Regions from separate parts of the Danio rerio genome. Here region 1 is linked to region 2. A link is a contact called in public HiCAR-type data. All regions are on one chromosome and are shown on one strand. Each heading gives the region's core, a stretch centred on a gene start, on an enhancer-like site or on the middle of the called end of the contact. The rest is flanking DNA. Distances are from core to core; before and after follow the strand shown.

The links. HiCAR-type assays count read pairs that join an accessible place to other places.
Region 1: a HiCAR-type map of caudal fin shows a contact between it and region 2, with 5 times the contacts expected there. The contact joins two enhancer-like sites. A contact is called at or near these places in 1 of 18 Hi-C or Micro-C datasets (caudal fin) and 1 of 4 datasets of contacts at active chromatin or transcription factors (caudal fin).

What each region holds. Positions count from the first base shown.
Region 1 is chr13:48,964,785-48,967,547 of GRCz12tu, reverse strand. No RefSeq gene overlaps it. Among named protein-coding and RNA genes, the nearest start is that of syf2, 75 kb to the left of the region's middle. Within about 2 kb of position 1,362, at least 6 of the 62 cell types and tissues checked have an H3K27ac peak or open chromatin away from gene starts, as enhancers often do. A contact at or near this core is called in caudal fin, where this site is marked.
Region 2 is chr13:48,745,854-48,748,553 of GRCz12tu, reverse strand. The region is part of intron 4 of runx3 (RUNX family transcription factor 3); the gene reads left to right. Among named protein-coding and RNA genes, the nearest start is that of runx3, 52 kb to the left of the region's middle. Within about 2 kb of position 1,368, at least 5 of the 62 cell types and tissues checked have an H3K27ac peak or open chromatin away from gene starts, as enhancers often do. A contact at or near this core is called in caudal fin, where this site is marked.

The DNA.
Region 1 (2,763 bases), core at 113-2,612, 220 kb before region 2:
ATATATATTTTTTTTTTGCTGTCTAATACAAAATAATGGCATTAAAAAAATACTCTGGAAGTCAGTGAAGATTTTATTACACCACATGTTATATAGAATATATTCAGCTATGTTTAACAGAAGAAAGAAGCTCTTATTTTAAAAGTTTTAGTTTTTTTTATTTATTATTTTACAATATAACAAACAGCCTAATTGACAAAAAGAATATTCAGCATTACGTAGCATCAGAGTATACAAATATAAAAACATGAACATCAACAAATCCAGTTTATGTTATTAGATTAAAATAATGATGTTTCTTACATCGATTACATAAAGGTGATGCACCGGCATATATCCTATGAGGCGAACAAGGGTCAAATATATTCGTGGTATAAATTTGTAATTTTGTTAAATTATTTTGTTACTAGAAAATGAAAGACATACAGTTGAAGCCCTTTGAATTTTTTTTTTAATTAAATATTTCCCAAATTATGTTGAACAGAGCAAGGAATTTTTTTACAGTATGTCTGTTAATATTTTTTCTTCTGGAGAAAGTCTTATTTGTTTTATTTTGGCAAGAATAAAAGCAGTTTTTAATTTTTAAAACCATTTTAAGGCCAAATCATAAGATCCTTTAAGCTAATATTTTTCAATAGTCTACAGCACAAACCATCGTTATACAATAACTTGACTAATTACCCTAACCTGCCTAGTTAACCTAATTAACCTAGTTAAGCCTTTAAATGTCACGTTAAACTGTATAGAAGTGTCTTGAAAAATATCTAGTAAAATATTATTTACTGTCATCATGGCAAAGATAAAATAAATTAGTTATTAGAAATGACTTATGAGCCATAGCTTGTGTAAGTTTATCTGCTACTTGAGTTGTGTTTTTACCATGTGTATAAATACCTGTATAACTGTATTCTCCAGAACAGTGGTCACCAAACTTGTTTCTGGAGGGCCGGTGTCCTGCAGATTTGAGCTCCAACCCTAATCAAACCCACATGAATAAGCTAATCAAGGTCTTTCTAGGTATACTTGAAACATTCAGGCAGGTGTGTTGAGGCAAGTTGGAGCTAAAACCTGCAGGGAAACTGGCCCTCACGGACCGAGATTGGTGACCCCTGCTCTAGAATGTTTTCTAATTTAGATTACTTTAAAAGTTTTAAATTAAACGATGACAGAATTTTCACTTTTTGGGTGATCTATCCCTTTAAAAGAAAATTCTTGACATCTAGGGGAACTCTTAGAGGTAAGATGAAAAGTATTGTGAAAACAGGCCCAGATGCACTTTTTTCCCCTCACTAGGTCAGAACAGCCGTCTAAAAGTGTTTGTGTTTTACAGGCAGACACTAGGAGGTGCTATTGAGTCTAGCTTCAGGAAGAATCCAGTATATTTCTGTGGCCCAGTATGAAACCTGGCAGCGCTGTGGAGGGTTCAATACCACCGGCAGAGGCCTTGAGGTTTCTCCATGGCATTATGTAAGTGCTGGTTTTCCTAGTTCAGGCATCATGGATGACTTCCTTACAACGACTGGCACTTTTCCACACGCTATTTTACAGAAAGGCTTCCCACCTCTAAATCGGTAGTGTGAGGACTGAAAATTGGTGTGCAAAGAGAAGAAGAAGAAAAAAGCAGCGAACAGTAAATAGTGAGCGAGACTGTTGTAGAAGTTGTGGTTTTATCGGTAATGGGCAATGCTTCAAGTTTCTCTCTTGCGCTCCACCCCAAAAGCCACTTTTATGGTGCTGTTTACTAGCTGAAGCTTCCAGAGATCTTTATCACAGACTCTTTGATAAGCCAGATTTCTTCCACAGTCCATATGCTGCTGGATCCGAGCAGGAGACCACAGAAGACGAGGATCCAGCAGCGCTGTACAACACTTCACTGCTTAGTTTACATGTGCTTGAGTCTTTACACCGATTGTTCTACTTATTTACTTATTTAAATTGAGATGAAACAACACAATTCCTTGTTTATTTGGGGGGACAACTTGATTATTTCATGTTCAATCTCCTTAAATCCAAAAACGATTAAGTTAACTTAATTTCTTTCAATTGTAGGTGCTGTATGTAAGTTTTTGACTCTTCTAAAGCATAAAAATACTATAATATGTTTGCAGATATTTAAGAAATATGCGAAGTGAACATTCTTAATTATCTGAAAAACAATGCTGAAGTCAAATATTCTGCTTTGAAAATTAGAGTTACGTGCTGAAATGGCTGTCTTTGTTTTAGTTCTTTTAACTCGCCCTATGCCAGTTTAGCCAAATATATTTCAGCACCCCGGGTTGCCTTAGTGAAAAACAGCGTGTTTTATTTATTCTTTCATTCAGAAAGGCTCTCAAATAATGCGTACATGACCGAAATGTGACCTCCGGTAGACAGTAGCAGACTCCGAAATGAGACGCAGATTCAAAGCTCTACATGAGGTGGTTCTCAATTAGCAAATAATATAAATATTATGAACGTATAACGAGTCAAGACTTTCCCTTATCGAGTTGATCTCGATCTTAAGTTTGTAGGACCAATAAAACTCCCTGTAATTCTTCACTATATAAATTTAACATAAACAACTTTACGCGATGCACATTCTGTAACTATAATCTGGAATAAAATTTTGTAGAAAAGTTTTGAACAGAAATATCTTGGCTTGTCTTCTCAGCCAACAAAACCTTTTTGATTTTAAGATTAATTTATTATTTTTGATTTGGGAGTCAGATTGTAAGGAAATGGACAATATGTTAATATTTTTAACTCTTTGTGGCCTTTTCCATC
Region 2 (2,700 bases), core at 119-2,618:
TCCATATAAACCCAAATTATACCTTAATAACTATTAATAAGCAGCAAATGAGTAGTTTAATGAGCTTAAAGTCATAGTTAATGGTTTGTTAATATAAATTGTGACTATTTATTTAATTTTTAATGGTTCATTAGTTAAACAAACGATATTATATTATTTTACATCACTTTAAAAACAATTTCTACCATAATAACTATTAATAAGCAGCAAATTAGTAGTTTAATGAGCTTAAAGTCATAGTTAATGGTTTGTTAATAGCCAGAAATCTACCTTAAGATAAAGTGTGACTGAATATTTCATATCTTGACTGGTTCATTAGATGAACAAACGTCATAATATTATTCTACATCGCTTCAGACTCAAATTCTACCTTAATAACTATTAATAAGCAGCAAATTAGTAGGTTATCGAGCTTTAAGTCATCGTTAATGGTTTGCTAATATAGCGAGAATTGTACTTTTAGGTAAAGTGTGACTGAATGTTTTATTTTAAGTGGTTTATTAAATGAACAAACGTCATTATATTATTCTACATCGCTTTAAACACAAATTCTAGCTTAATAACTATTAATAAGCAACAAATTAGTAGTTTATTGAGCTTAAAGTTATGGTTAATGGTTTGTTAATACAGCCAGAATTGTACCTTAAGATAAAGTGTGACTGAATATTTTATCTTGAGTGGTTCATTAGATGAACAAACAGCATTATATTATTCTACATCCATATAAACCCAAATTCTACCTTGATAACTATGAATAAGCAGCAAATTAGTAGTTTATTCAGCTTAAAGTCATCTGTAATGGTTTGTTAATGTAGCGAGAATTGTACCTTAAGATAAAGTGTGACTGAATATTTCACTTTGAGTGGTTCATTAGATGAACAAATGTCATTTTGTGCTGCACACATTGTGCTGTGTGTTTCTAGTGCATGCATCCAGCACAACATAAATATGTGTTGTTCCTATTATTGATTTATCATCTTGTGTACAATTTCATGCCAGACTGCAAATCACAGCTCTGGTAGAAATGGCTTTTCTTTCTGCGGTGCACTGTTGTTTGATAATGAGGGAGAAGTACTTGAGGTGATACGAGATGGGATAGTCTCTCCTTTGTGTCTGCTTTATACCCAGTTATTTACTGCAGTAAAAACCTAGCTGAGCCGTCTTTAGAGCGAGTGCCAAGTTAAACAGGTTAGATAATCTGTTGGTTCCTGCTGTTTTTCTTTCAGTATTAGAGGTTTATCATCGCACACTATTTGGATTCTGTTACTAACTCGGTCACGCTTTTGACTATGTTAGGTATTGTATTTCGGACAGTGCAGCGAGTATTTACTACTTTCAGATCACCGACGGCTTTAAAAGACATATGAGTCACCGGCAGATGATACCGAGCCACACTGTATGTGTGTGTTCCTAAAACGTACAGTGTATTTCAGTAAGTAAGTGTTGGTTTCGATTTCTCCCTGCGTTTTAGTTTGTTTGGGTGTATACATACCTGCACAGCAGTGTGTGTTAATATTAAACAGTGAACAGCCCTCCGTGGTCTAGATGGTTGCCAACCTCAGATGTCAGCTGTGGTGGGTTATTAAGCCGTTTCAGGCACAGAGTGCGAGGGTGCGTCTCGGAGCCGCAAACATAGAGGGTTCAATGAAAGTGGCCACTCTCTCTGACCAGCGGGGTCAGCAGTGCCTGACCGCATTAGAGCCGCTGAATTAACACAGCACTGAACGCCTGCTTGGGGTGCAGATCCATAACACTAATGCAGCCCGCGAACCACAGCCAGAGGAGACCAGAGAGAGAAAGAGAAAGAGAGAGAGATAAAGGGAACTCACTGCTGGTGTTTACAGAGCTGTGTCATATTTGTTCCTTGTCATTGCTTTTCAAACCAAGTGGCACTTAAAGAAAGTGAAAATGCCGTTTAGTTTGGATTAAAATGATAATTCAATGTGTACACAGTAAAGAAATGCTTTTAGGTGAATTAAATGAACTTTTTTAGTCCTCTCAACATACAGTTGAAGTCAGAATTATTAGGCCCCGTGTTTATTTTTTCCCCAAATTCTGTTTAACGGAGATAACTTTTTTTTTCTACACATTACTAAACATAATAGTTTTAATAACTCATTTCTAATACATTATTTATTTTATCTTTGCCATGATGACACTACATAATATTTTCATTCATTCATTTTCTTGTCAGCTTAGTCCCTTTATTAATCTGGGGTCACCACAGCGGAATGAACCGCCAACTTATCCAGCACGTTTTTACACAGCGGATGCCCTTCCAGCCGCAACCCATCTCTGGGAAACATTCACACTCACACACTTATACACTACGGACAATTCACCCTACCCAATTCACCTGTACTGCATGTCTTTGGACTGTGGGGGAAACCAGAGTACCCCATGAAACCCAAGGGAACGCAGGGAGAACATGCAAACTCCTCACAGAAACGCCAACTGACCTAGCTGAGTCTCAAACCTGTGACCCAGCGACCTTCTTGCTGTGAGGCGACAGCACTACCTACTGCGCCACTGCGTCGCCTTCATAATATTTTACTAGATGTTTTTCAAGACACTTCTATGCAGCCTAACGTGACATTTAAAGGCTTAACTAGGTTGATTAGGTTAACTAGGCGGGTAGGGTAATTACTTAGGCAAGTTATTGTATAATGATGGTTTGTTCTGTAGACTATCGAAAAAAAT